Regions from separate parts of the Mus musculus genome. Here region 1 is linked to region 2. The links are chromatin contacts, called in public ChIA-PET maps. All regions are on one chromosome and are shown on one strand. Each heading gives the region's core, a stretch centred on a gene start, on an enhancer-like site or on the middle of the called end of the contact. The rest is flanking DNA. Distances are from core to core; before and after follow the strand shown.

Region 1 (7,266 bases), core at 1,399-3,898, 510 kb before region 2:
TAGGCTAAAGGTGAAATTATGTGAGTGAGGACTGCTAACTCAGATTTAGACTTGTTTTGTCTGATCTACTTCTAAGATAGCTGCATGGAGTCATGATATTGCGAATGCCTGGAAAGAGAAAAAAAAAAATCAGGAGAGAATAGTCTAGAACCAAGAATCAAGCAAATTTAATTTTTTTAATAACTAAATTGAAGGAAAAAGCTAAGTGAAAATAACTTTAACTTTGGCTTAACAGTGAAGAATGACGCAGAGCAGCAGAGCATGCCCGGCTGTGGAGAGGAAGGGAGCCTATCCCAGTAAGAAGGAAGACACTAAGGAACACCACGGAGTCCTGTCTTCCCTAGAAAGTGAGAACAAAACCTTCTGTAGAAAGAGACATTGTGGGAGCCTACAGAGCCCAAATGACTGAATGGTAGGTACTGGGGCCAAGGGAAGCAGTCAACAGAAGAAGCACTGCATCAGGCAGCCAAGCTATGCCAACATCTACTTGTTGATGCCCATGAATTTATAGCAGTTTCTATAATCTTAAACTTACAAAAATATACCCAAGTACACATTTATAATCTAAAGTTTAGATGCATACATACATACACACACACATGTATGTACATATATACACATGTGTATATGTGTACCCATTGGGGTGGCTTTCTACTGCAGCATTTAAGTAGTATAAAAGTAAAGAAAACAAGTTAAAATAGGAAAGGGAAACAGAGCAAGCTAACGCACAGAAAGTACAGTAGCTACAGTGGCAGCAACTAACCTGGCTTCCTTGAAAGACACAGTGATTAACTAGGTGTAACAATCTTTTTTTTTAAATAAATAAAATCTTAAATCTTATTTTTTATATATATGACAAGTACACTGTAGCTGTCTTCAGAGACTCCAGAAAAAGGCATCAGATCCCATTACAGATGGTTGTGAGCCACCATGTGGTTGCTGGAAATTGAACTCTTAACCTCTGAGCCATCTCTCCAGCCCCTAGGAGTAACAATCATTAACATAATTTCCAGGCCAACCAGAATAGGCTGCAGAGGAGGGGAAAAAAAAAAATCACAGAAAGTAAAACCCAGAACACTAGCTAGTCATCCATGCAAGTACTAAGCCAAGAAGAGTTACTATAGGGCTGGAAATGCAGTTGTACTAGTATCTTTCTAGAATTTAAAGAAATTTCCAGAAAGGCAGTAGGTGGCAGCCCATAGACGGCCAATCCCAGGGATCAGACGCTTCTGAATGCCTTCTGGGAATTACTTAATTCTAGTAGCCATTTAGATGGTAAGGTATGATGATACTTCTACTGATGAAGGAAACAGCATGAAGTATAAAGTGGTTTATCAAGTTATTCTCTTAAGCCATGTTATAACAAAGTATAAGACAACTCACACATCAAGAAGGATTCAGGTTACCGTAAGCATCCAAACAGAGTAGTTTCAGTTACAGTAGTTTCAGTTACAGAAATATATTAAATACTGAGTACATTTCCAGTTCTGAATAGCCTCCCTCAGAAGCCCCATTAAGAAGGGATATGTGTGTGTGTGTGTGTGCGTGTATATATATATATATATATATATATATATATATATATATATATATATACACACATATATATATATCAAAGCCATTCTTATAAATTAATCTTTCAGCTGACATGAAAGTGATCTTCACATGTCAGTACAACTAACAAGACTACAAAGGAACAAAGTGTCTACCCTATAAGAGGTTGCTTGTTGGAACTAGATATTTAACCTTTATAAGGACTATAGTTAAGACTTTTTGGTCCTTAAAAATCAAATCTACCTCTCTTCCACACACTAGCATAAAAATGACCAAGAACAAGGAAGGGCTTCAATGTTGTTAGTACAAGAAAAATTAAAAGGAACAGACTTGGGCAGCATTAATGCAGCATTTGCTAATTATAGGCTTATCAACAGAGGATACCCGAAAGAACCTATTTTTTGAATTAAAAGTTTTGGGGGGGACAAAAATGGGGAGGTGGAACTAGAAATGGGGCATGGTGGCAACACCTATAATTCCAGCACTTTGGAGGCAAAGGCAAGTGGATGTCTGAGCTTGAGGCCAGCCTAGTCTATACAGCAAGTTCTGGGCCAGCCAGAGCTACAGTAACAAGAGTAAATCTAAAGATTATGTCTATGAAAGCCATCAACTGTACCAGAAGACATTTAAAAGTACATAAAGGAACAGATGACTGTTACCGCACTGAAAACTGTAAATTCAGTGAGGTTCCAATCATAATTCCAAGAGTTGTTAGAAATTGCTTGATATTAGATTATTTTGGAAGGATGTTTGAAACTTGATAAGCTGACCTGAAAGTTTCAGAGAAGGTTCACTTTATTAAATTTCAAAGACACATTAGAACTGTTCTCATTTAACAGTGTGATTCTGACATGAAGGAAGACAAACCAAATCAGCCCAGAGAATAGAAACAACACAAATAAAACTCACGGTCTTAACAGGCTTTTTCCACCACTAAAAATACATGGCAGAAATCATTTTAAAGAGGGATTCCCTCTGACTTGGGGCAGGAGGACGTGACACAGGAGAGAAACTCTTATCATGGTGTCATATCAGTGGTCAGGAAACAGAAAGACAGGATGTCTGTCTATGCCAACAGGCTTCCCACAGTACCTCCACCCTCAGGTTTCCGCCCCCTTCTTGCTGGAGTTGGGTGAAGTGCAACTCTAGAGATCTAGCCCAAGGCTGCACATGCTATGCTAACACTCTACCACTGGAGTACATTCTCAATCCCCAAAATTTGAAAACAGGGCTCTTCTGTGTAGGCCAAAAGCACCTTTAACTCCTGACCTCCGGAGTACTGGGATTACAGCTGTGTACACCTGATTTTCGTTCCCACATTCACTTTATCTGCCTCTCAGTCTCTGAATGGTACAGTCCACAGTCAGGGCAGCTCTGCCCTCAGTTAATCCACTCTGGAAAGAAACACCCAGAAGTGCTTGTTACTGAGGTCCTAGGCTTGGCTCAATCTATCAGGCTGACACTCAACATCAACTATAGATACAAGCAACAAACTAAAACACTAACAGAACTGAGTGTAACAAAGATTAGAAAAGTAATTGTAATGCTTAGTTCTCAAAACACTAATGCACAAACTATAAAAAGTGCCAGAAATCAATATAAAGGGAAAATACAAAAAGTAAATGTAGAGCATACGAAGAAAAGATTCAAAGAACAGGATATCAGAGTGATGAAAGATGCTCAACTTCACTAGAAATTAAAGTAATAAATAAATTTTACATCAAACTCACACAGGCCAACTGGAGGCCACTAGATAAAAATTAAGGGAAACAGGGTGGGAGGTATCAAGCTGTAACTTTTGGACCCCAAAGCAATACCTGAACCTAGATCCTCTGAGCCCCTACTTTCTGGTGCCTATCGCAAATCAACTCACACACTTGATTACGATACCATGTGCGAGCATTACGCACCACTTGCCAAAGACAAAAAAGCCTAGTTATCTCTCAGCAAAACTGACTCTTACTCAACATGCAAAGGTAACAGAGGCAGTAAGAAATGAACTAAGTTTTTTATGTCAATTGGAATGCATCTATAAAGCAATGAAATGTAAAACTGTTCAGGTCATTTTATGAACATCTCAGACATAGAAAAACAAGAGTGGAATGGCCAAAGGACCTTAGGCCACCGGGTACCTAGTAACAAAGGAAGACGAGCTGAGAAGGAAAGAACTTGAAAGGAAGAAGAGCCCCTACAGGTCAGGAAGAGACTGGAGGAGGATCATCAGTTCAGAGCATCAGATGAGGGATGCAAAGGAGGACAAAGGTTGTTAATGGCTCCTTAACCCTGACTTGGGCACAAGAGGTATGTTTAGTACCTTCTGGATTTCTACAGTGTGTCTGATTTACTTCATTATTTATAGAGTTATAATGGTATTTAAAATAGTAAGCTTGCTGAGGATGAATACCAAATCCAAAAGTTACAATGAAAGGAACTTGGAGACAAACAGGTTTTTGTCAAGGCAAAAATCACAAACCATTACAAAGACAGTAAGTAATTCAGATGGCGAGGCCATGACCTCCTAATGAGAGCAGATCTGAGTCTCTGTAAGGAAGAAGGAAATTGGACATCCTGGACAGGGTGCTAAGGTGAATCAAATGTAGCTAGCTTGTTATCTCAGCTCACTCGGCCTGGCTTCACTGTGATTTTTCAGGTGACCTTGAATCTAAACAGTGCATTCTGCCTGGTAATGCAAGAGACAGAAAAGCCTGTTAGCAGCTCACTGGGAGCTTATCACTAGTGTGCCACTAAGATGCATACAGAAAGAAAAAGCAACACTTCACACCTAGACAACTTCGGCTGGCATTCAGGGAAAAAAAGTGCCAGCTGGAGGAAAGGTTTCCTAACTACAGTGGAACTGAAGCTGAGGAGGTGAAGGACAAACATCAAAACAATCCAAAGGTGCAAAACACACACCAAGCAAGAAAAATGGTGTCAAAATGTAAACCTCTGGGGAAGGAAAACTGTGAAAGATGTGCTTGGCAATTTTTAAGTCTCAGAAAAATAAAATATTTACAAAAATCTATAAAACCAGGATCTAAGTTGCAAAAAAGAACTTGTTAAAACATGTAAGTAACTCTCAGAGAAAGCATCCACTCACAGGCTGTACAGCAGAAAAACAGCAAAGTCATCAAATGATCCCCATAACAGCACTCTAGTACCACAAAAGCCCAGGGAGCAGGACAAGGTCACTGGCCCCTCCGCACTGCTGCCCCACAAGCTCAGGGTCTCAAGCCTCAAACTACATGAAGCAGCCATTCCAATCAAGAGCTGTTAGCTTGCACTTCTCTTTGGGATTTGTATCTTATGCATCCATGTAATGCACAGTGCCTAGACCACATGCCTGTATCTTATTGCAAAGGATTCTGTGAATTATAGCCCAGTATGATAGTATCCCAATACCAATAAGCAATCTGAAATAAACAATCAAAAACATGACCCAACACACACAATTATTTTTAACAATAAACTCTAAACAAAATTCTCAAGATGACAAACTCTAAGACTTGTATAAATCTTCTGCTCCTCACAAAAACGTTAAAAAACCAGTCCCACCAGCTGCTACAGCAGCTCCAATAGCAGAAATTCTAGGTGATGACCGTTGCCTGGCTTTTCTATAACCTACAGACTAAATTACAAAAGGGGAGTAGGAATGAAAAGAATGAGGGAAAATGTATTAGCACATAAGCATATAAGAAGGAACTTAGTCATCCCTCTAGCAGATACCCAGAGGCCAAGAAAAGGGTCACAAACTCAAGGAAACCCTGTGTAACTTAGATACTACCTTGAAATACAATCTAAAAAAGTAGCAGGGCTACTTGTCTATCGTGCTCAAAGACCTAGGTTCAATCCCCAGCATTAGGAGGGTGGGGCATGGGACAGAACTTAACAGATTCTAATGGGCTGCCCTCCTATTTGAGATCTAGGAATTCTACCATTTTACAGTCATAGCCAAGGAGAATTTATGCAGTGTTTCTTTGACCATCACACTTAGCATGTTTCCTTATGAAATGATGCCTATCTTTCTTACGGAACTGAGAGCATCTAGAATCCTATCAGCCCTTCCTCCAAAGAGGGAAAAGACACCCACAGCAGCAGTCACAGTGCCACAAAGGTTTTTATTCCCACCTAGGTAAATGCAGTATGTTCAAGATCATAAGTGGAATTTTCTGGAGAGTCAGGAAGATAGCTGAATGGTCAACATGATAAATGGACTTCATCAATCCTGTTTTGTTTTAACTTTTTCACTTCCATTAAACTGTACCATGAGTTTCAGTTAGTGCACAGCAATACCAAAATCAAAAGGGCAAATAATTAGAACTATTTGAACTAAAACACTGAAACTAGAATCTCTGTAAGTAAATCACATTAACTCATTCAGCAAAAATACAAAAGCATGTTGTCTATTCGTACGTGGTTTCACCCCTCTTTTTTTCCTCCCCTCCCATGTTTTGAAACAAGTTCTATACATACGTATAAAGTTTTTGCAAGTCTTAAAACACACTACACAATCCTCTTCTTCCCAATCTAAGTAGATGAGGGGGTTGTAGGACATAATCTAAGTAGATGAGGGGGTTGTAGGACATAATCTAAGTAGATGAGGGGTTGTAGGACATAATCTAAGTAGATAAGGGGGTTGTAGGACATAATCTAAGTAGATGAGGGGGTTGTAGGATATAATCTAAGTAGATGAGAGGGTTGTAGGACATAATCTAAGTAGATGAGGGGGTTGTAGGACATAATCTAAGTAGATGAGGGGGTTGTAGGACATAATCTAAGTAGATAAGGGGGTTGTAGGACATAATCTAAGTAGATGAGGGGTTGTAGGACATAATCTAAGTAGATGAGGGGTTGTAGGACATAATCTAAGTAGATGAGGGGTTGTAGGACATAATCTAAGTAGATGAGGGGGTTGTAGGACATAATCTAAGTAGATGAGGGGGTTGTAGGACATAATCTAAGTAGATGAGGGGTTGTAGGACATAATCTAAGTAGATGAGGGTGTTGTAGGATATAATCTAAGTAGATGAGAGGGTTGTAGGACATAATCTAAGTAGATGAGGGGGTTGTAGGATATAATCTAAGTAGATGAGAGGGTTGTAGGACATAATCTAAGTAGATGAGGGGGTTGTAGGATATAATCTAAGTAGATGAGGGGGTTGTAGGACATAATCTAAGTAGATGAGGGGTTGTAGGACATAATCTAAGTAGATGAGGGGGTTGTAGGATATAATCTAAGTAGATGAGGGGTTGTAGGACATAATCTAAGTAGATGAGGGGGTTGTAGGATATAATCTAAGTAGACGAGGGTGTTGTAGGACATAATCTAAGTAGATGAGGGGTTGTAGGACATAATCTAAGTAGATGAGGGTGTTGTAGGATATAATCTAAGTAGATGAGGGTGTTGTAGGACATAATCTAAGTAGATGAGGGGTTGTAGGACATAATCTAAGTAGATGAGGGGTTGTAGGACATAATCTAAGTAGATGAGGGGTTGTAGGACATAATCTAAGTAGATGAGGGTGTTGTAGGACATAATCTAAGTAGATGAGGGTGTTGTAGGACATAATCTAAGTAGACGAGGGTGTTGTAGGACATAATCTAAGTAGATGAGGGTGTTGTAGGACATAATCTTGGCTCCAGTTAGAGGTCTGGAAACATAAGGACTGTGGGAACAACTGCTCACTCTCTTAAGCAAGATTGTATCAGGTCTTC
Region 2 (7,111 bases), core at 920-3,419:
GGTGGTCTTGAACTTGCGATCTTCCTGACTTGGCTGGGATGCTGGGGCTATAGGAAAATGCACTAGGCATTAATTATTATTATTATTATTATTGTTGTTGTTGTTGTTATTATTATTATTATTGTTGTATTGTGTGTGTATTATTGTATTGTGTGTGTATTGTGCGCACTCACATGTGGTATAGAAAATAGGAATCATGAGGAGATCCACAACTTTGTGGACTCAGTGCTCTTCTTTACCTTTATATGGGTCCCAGGGGTCAAACTCAGGTCCCCAAGCTGGCCCTGCAAACACCTTTACGTACTAAATCATCTCATTGGTCCCTACTCAAAAAAAAAGTGGCCCTGATGTCCTGGAACTTGCTTGGTAAACCAGGATGGCCTTGAACTCCAGAGGTGGAATCTGAGGGCTGGCATTAAAGGCGTGTACCATCACTGCCTGGCAAACAAAACAAAACAAAGCAAAACAAAAACAAAAACATCAAACCAAACAAACAACAAAAAAAGGCAACTTTTTAAGAAGTGCGGTCAGTCATCTTTGAGATAGACTAACCTTGCATTCCTGTGCTCAGCTGACCTTCCTACCTGAGGCGTTGCAGTGCCAGGTCTCCTGCTGCACTACCACTGTGCCTGGTGTCTCAGTTAGGATTTCCACCCCCTATGATAAAACACCATCCCTAAAAGCAGCCTGGGAGAAAGTGATGATTCGTCTTACACTACCACAGCACAGCCCACTGGGCAAAGCCAGGGCAGGAGCTCAAAGAGGGCAGGAGCCTGGAGGCAGGCAGGAGCTGATCAGAAGCAATGGCCGATTACTGCTTGCTGGCTTCCTCCCCATGGCTTGCTCAGCCTGATTACTTATAGAACCCAGGACCACCTGCCTAGGGATGGCACCACCCACGGTGGGCTGGACCCTCCCCCACTACTCCTTAAAAAGAAACTGCTCCACAGGCTTGCCTACAGCCTGGTCCTGGTTTCTCAATTGAGGTTCCCTCAGATGACCCCAGCTGTGTCAAACTGATGTGAATCTAGCTAGCACACCTGGCTAGTTTTGACTTTTTTTTCCACGGAGCCTCCATGGACAGACACCCTTACTGTGACTTAACATGGGAAGGAGGGACCCAGAATAGAAGGACATTGTAGCAGCAAGCCTGTACTTAAACCTGTGAAATTAATTTTTTATTAAAAATGACAGCAAACAAAACAGATAAGCGTTACACACACACACACACACACACACACACACACACACGAATGGAAAAGCACAAGGATCCACACACCTCAGGAGGCAGAACAGCCATGTTAATGGGGGCACCAGCCAGCGGCTCTCCAGCTCTGCTCCTCCGGCACGCATGGCTCCCCAGACCTCAAGAAGGATTTGCAGGACCTGTCCTTAGGAGGTGGGAGCCACGGCTCAGGTGAAAGTCAGCCTGTCCTAGCCGCAAGGACCAGTCTTCTCAAGGGATTTCTGATGAATAATTTAACTTCATAAAGTGACTTCTCCACAGAGCCTCCACGGACAGATACCCTTGCAAAGACTGTGATTTAATGCGGGAAGGAGGGACCCAGAATAGAAGGACATTGTAACAGAAGGCATGGGATCACCTGCCTAATCATCGGATCGTTCCTCCTGCCCAAATAACCAGAGCGGGGTCCTTTGAGTCCATAGGTCATCTTTGGGTCTCTCAGGTGATGGGGTCCACTTCCGGAAGATCTTTGTCTGATTAGTAAGCAGAGCCCAGGTCATTTCAGGGCCTCTGTGTCTATGACAGGAGGCCCAAAGTACATAGATTTGAGGCTCTCTCCCTGTGGTGGCCCTATGTTGCAGGTGCTAGGGCTACCAGACTTGTGTCACCCCCAAGGCTGTCACTTAGTCCTGTGAGGATGAAGCCTGGATAAGACCAGATTTTTAAAATTCCCAAGCAAAGCGAAGGACCCGGATGGCAATGTAACTCTAATTCAGGCAACTGTCTCAAAAATGGAAAGAAAGCGCAGCACATCTCGGCAGAGGCAAAAGGCAAAGGAGCCAGGCCGCACCCATTTCCCCCCCCCCCCCCCCCCCCCCGCTGGAGAAAAACAAAACCCGGGGCAGCTGAAGTGGGTGGGGCTGTGGGAAGAGACAGAGGCGGAAGAGGAAGGAGGAGCCCTGCCTATATCCCCGGCTTCCTGGGCCTCCTGTAGGTGAGCAGAGCAGAGAGTAAAGCTAGCGGGGGACTCAGCATTCACCCACCTTTCCCAACAGTCTGGATGTATGCTCTGGAAGGTCGTCACACGGACTGGTTCTGGCAGCAACACGTCATGGACCTCAGCAGCCACTTCCTTAGCTCAGTCTTGCTATAGAACCCTCACCTTACATACGGGTGAACTGAAACACAGAGAGATTGAGTCACTTGCCCAGGTCACACAGCCAATGGCAAAGCTGGAGTTTATGTTCAGGAAATGGGACCCCAGATGTTATGTATGCTCCTTAGCACCAAGTCTGAGAAAAACAGGACTCTCTGCTTTGAAGGTTACCGGTGAGAGTCCTGGAGAAAGAGGAACCAGAAGGATGCAAAGAGATGTAACATGTCCTGATTTTTTTAAACAAACAAACAAACAAACAAAATTATACTAAAATATGTTAGTACAAGCCGGACAGTGATGGCTCATGCCTTTAGTTTCAATACCGGAGAGGCAGAGGCAGGCAGATCTCTGTGAGTTCAAGGCCAGCCTGGACAACCAGGGCTAGACAATGAAACTTTGTCTCAAAAAAAAAAAACAAAACAAAACAAAACAAAACAAAAAAACCAAAACCAAACAAACAATGTATGTATATGTTTGTGTGTGTTTATATATGTTACTGCATAGAGACCATAGACAATGGTTTAGTGGCATACTGCCTACCTGCCTTACTAAGCAGAGGCCCCCAAGTATGATCTGCTTCCCTCTGCATTTCCTCCTTACCCGCACAGACATATATATTCACATCCACAGGATCCATAAGTACCATGTCATACAGATGGTGACCTCTAAAACTTTATGTAAACGGCACGATGCTATGTGACCCTCAGAAACATCTGCTGCTGTCTTCTTAACCTTGTGTCTCCGAGACTGAGAAAGTGCTCTCTGCTGACGCACAAGGATCATGTGCATTTATTTTATTTTATTTTATTTTATTTTATTTTTTTTGTAGCTGTGGAATGTTTTGTTCTTGCTTTTTTTGAGATGAGGGAGTCTCTTTTTATTGCTCAGAATGCTTCCTAACTCGAGAGCACAAACGATCGGCCCTGGCCTCCGCTTCCGGAGGACAAGCTGGCACTGTGCGCTAGGTACTCAGCCCCTGCCTTCCAGTCATCTTTCCAGTTCCTTAGCGCAAGGGGTGGAGCCCGGGGCCTTGTGCAAGCAAGCTTGGCAAGCATTGGACTGCTGAGCTTCTCACACCCTGGCCGTATTATTGGAGCATAATATCTAATCAAGAAGGCCCACAGATCTGCAAAGTTCCAGTTCAAGGAATATATGGAGTGCTTACACGTGTATTACCATCTCACAGCCTAAGGGAAATGACCAGGGCTGGAGATGCGGCTCAGCTGGTAGAGCGCTTTCCTAGACTCACAGAGCCCTTGGGTCAGTCTTCCAGCATTGCACAAACTGGGCTTTTTCACAGTGCATGCTTGTAATCCCAGAACTCGGGAGGCAGAGGCAGGAGGATAGGAAGTTCACTGTCTCCCTGAGGGACTAGAAGTTATGTTTCCTGATAGGTAGACAGATAAGAAGAAGGGCCATGACTAGGAAATAAAGGTGGTGAACTTCCAAGATGGCTGGCTTCTTCCTCATGCTCCTGACCTGAGACAAAAAAGCCTGAAGGCTTAAAACAAAGGACTGGTGGGCTCTCCTCTCCAGCCCCCTGCCTGTGGACTTGTTTACAAAAGCTGTGGATGGTTCATCTCCCCTGCTTTTGTTCTAAAGGACCAACCCTAATCTAGAGGAGGAGGACCTCCTTGAAGATCCTAAAGACCCCAGCCTTTCCAGGAGAGATGGACTTGGCTTCCTGAGCCCCCCTGCTCTACAGAGGGTGTGTGTGTGTGTGTGTGTGTGTGTGTGTGTGTGTGTGTTGGAGGCCAGCCTGGACTAACTACTACAGGAGATGTAAAAAACAAAAACCGAAAATAGATAAATAAATAAATGAACAAACAAATAAACAAATAAATGTAGATTTAGTCCTAAATTCTAAAACAACTGCAGTTCTGATGAGATGGATATTAGCCAACAGTGTAACACCAGGATTTAGAAACCTCTCTCCTGGCCATTTATTTTCATTGCAAAACAGTACGAGCGGATTGCGACTTGTTCACCTTCTTTGCTGGAGAGCGTTTGTGTCGTTTGCCCTGTCTTTACACAGGGGTATGCACTCACACCCACGGCTCACTGAGGGTGGATTTGCCATTTCCAGCCTAGTGCAGCTTTACAGCTTTAACCTGTGGGTCAACCAGATCGCAGCTCTGCCTGTATAGCAGGATGTGAAAGTTGCTCTCCCCCACAGCCTCACAGGGCTTAGAATCCAAGTGTCTCCTAATCTACACAGTGAGAACCCCCCCCCCCCCCACCACCACCACCGTGATTTAAATTTGCATGTCACTGCTTCCAAATGAGACATCTCACTAGGGGGTTTTCAGGGATCCTCTTTTCTGAATCCATTAATTATGTCTTTGTCAAGTTTTTTTTCTTTTCCTATTGGGTTGTTGCCATGTTTACTGATTTTAAGGACTCCTGTATATACTAGACGCTTTTCCTGGATCAGCTTTTTATTGGGGCGGGGCACTTTGTTTTAATTTTCAAAAGAGGGGGGAAATTCGCTTAATAAACTAGAGGGCGCTGAGTGCGATGTAAATTTCTAGCGAGATCTAGAACGGATGGGAAAGTGGATGACTTGTGGCAACTGAGCATGGAGTTATGATCGTTGGGAGGAGCCTAGGTTACAGAAAACCAGTCACGCCGGACTTGTCTCGGAAAGGCTTCAGTTGCGGGCCACCACCTTTTGGGCGACACGCATGAATGATGAGCGCACTGTGCCCGCACGTACATTTCATGAAGCCCTGGAGACCGGTTACCTCCTTCATGGTGCAGAGCTCAGCAGCGACTGTGGAGGATCCCTGGGCCATAGAGCAGGGAGAGCAGGGATGTTTGTGGAGGGGTTTCTGCGAGTCCGTAACCTTGGCCTTGCCGTAAGGGAGATGCTGAACTGTAGACATGGGATAAAAATCAGTTACAACTGTGTCCTATGAATCCCGCAAGAATTTTCTGGAGACTTATATATACTTGGGCTGGGTACTGACCCATTCAACAAACTCATTGGTTTCTCTAAGAGGGGACAGAGGGGACATGGAAATCCTGTGTAAGTGTCTTGAAAGTGAATTTGGAGAATAACATCTGTACCCTAAATTTAACCTAAATGCAAATTCCCAAGGACACGTCAAAAGGGTCCAATTCATCACCTTGTCTGCCCCTCCCTGTCACCAAAATCCTCACTAGGGAGGATGTGAGAGAGACAGCCAGCCATATGAGGCTCGGGAGAAGCTGGGGCACCGTGGCAGCGTGCAGTGGAGCAGTGGCAGGCAGACTGGTCTGGCCAGTGTGCGGCCTGAGGAGCATCTGCGTTCAAGGCCAGCAGGAGCTGGGGAGCTGGAGCTGGGCCCCGCTGCTTCCAGACTCACTCGCTGTTGCCTAAATGCTCCTGGAACCCTAAACCCATACTGAAACCCAACCGCAAGGTGGCGCTATTGAAGTAACCCTTGGGAGCTGAGTGGGTAGAGTGGTACCTCCCCACCCCCTCCCCGCCCCCACGTACAAAGGGATTGGTGACCCTATCAAAGACAAGGGGTGTTTCGCTTATGCCACAGCAGGACACAGGAGGAAGTATGACTGTCCAAACCAGGAAGCAGCTCTCACCAGAGACCAGATATACTTTTACCTTGGACTTCTTTGGTTCTCCAAATTGTGAGAACTAAGTTTCAGTTGTCCAGAGGCCTTTCAGCCCGTGGTGCCTTGTCATAGACGTCTGAGTGAGCCCAACACTGTCTCTTGTGGAGATTCACCCACATTCTTCAACCATATAAGGCGTAATGTCTGGGCAGCATTCCATCCCACGGCGGTTTCATAATTTATATAGCAGACCCCATAGTGTAGAAAATACACGAATATAAATCCTGAGATCCAATCTGGACATTATTCTAGACAAACAAGCGCCAGCACTTCAACTCTGCCCTGAGGTACTCTGTCAGCAGCCGTAAAGGCAGCTGCGCTGGCCCAGTCCTCCAGGCACTGGGAGCAGGTGTGCCAGGTGACAGCTTGATCAGCTGTCAGTGGGAGGGGTCCCCTGAGGCCAGCAACAGGGCAGCCTTGTGCTGAGCCCCTCAGTCCCTCCGTTCCACCTGAATTTTCAGGCAATTGTCCCCATGCTTAGACATCAGTATGGCTCCAGTGTCCCAGGCCTCTCGTCCTCCAGTGAACGCCACGCCTCAGGGTCTTCTTTCTAGGTCCCTTCCCTTCCTGTGTTAGCAGGGACAGACTGACCTCAGGACAGTGCTTACCTGGTCATACCCAACCCAACTGCTGTTTCAAAATTCTATTTTCTCTCACTTTATTGTTTCATTTTCTTATTTTTGGTTTCCAGGGATGGAACCCAGTCTCACACTCAGCCTACCTCGGACTTTCTTCTCTCCCTGTCCCTGTCCCTCTCTCCCTGTCCCTCTCTCCCTCCTCCTCTCCCTCTCCCTCTTTCCCTCTCCCTCTTCCTCTCCCCCTCTCTCCCCTCTCCCTCTCTCCCTCTCTCCCCCCTCCACCTCCCCTCCCCTTACTGAAGGTCTGGCTCTAGCCCGGCCATTCAAGCCTTCCTCTTTTACCAAAAGCTTATTGTAGGGACCTGCAAGTGGGCTCACGACACCCCAAGACAGGGTTCTCAGCACAACTGCGATTTATTTGCCCCAGAGGGACAGAGGTCAGGGAATAAGAAACAAAGACAGGAGACAGAGGAGGAGGGAGAAGGGGACAGGAACAAGGGAGAGGGCGAAGGGATATTTGTCGGAAACAAAGGACTGCCCCTGGAGAGAGCAAAGCAGACAGGGTTGGCTCGTGGG

Evidence for each region. ChIA-PET counts read pairs in DNA pulled down with a chosen protein or histone mark.
Region 1: an RNA polymerase II ChIA-PET map of memory CD8 T cells shows a contact between it and region 2, with 6 read pairs. The contact joins two enhancer-like sites. A contact is called at or near these places in 4 of 484 Hi-C or Micro-C datasets (cerebellum, myocytes, neutrophils and 1 more), 1 of 115 datasets of contacts at active chromatin or transcription factors (memory CD8 T cells) and 1 of 9 other capture datasets (embryonic stem cells).

Annotation. Positions count from the first base shown.
Region 1 is chr3:84,844,368-84,851,633 of GRCm38.p6, reverse strand. All of the region lies in intron 1 of Fbxw7 (F-box and WD-40 domain protein 7), which reads right to left. It overlaps Gm40080 (a long non-coding RNA gene), which reads left to right. Exons shown (of 4, transcript XR_003954508.1): 3 at 236-412. Among named protein-coding and RNA genes, the nearest start is that of Gm40080, 30 kb to the left of the region's middle. Within about 2 kb of position 2,648, at least 26 of the 459 cell types and tissues checked have an H3K27ac peak or open chromatin away from gene starts, as enhancers often do. A contact at or near this core is called in memory CD8 T cells, where this site is marked.
Region 2 is chr3:84,332,814-84,339,924 of GRCm38.p6, reverse strand. No RefSeq gene overlaps it. Among named protein-coding and RNA genes, the nearest start is that of 4930565D16Rik, 44 kb to the left of the region's middle. Within about 2 kb of position 2,169, at least 79 of the 459 cell types and tissues checked have an H3K27ac peak or open chromatin away from gene starts, as enhancers often do. A contact at or near this core is called in memory CD8 T cells, where this site is marked.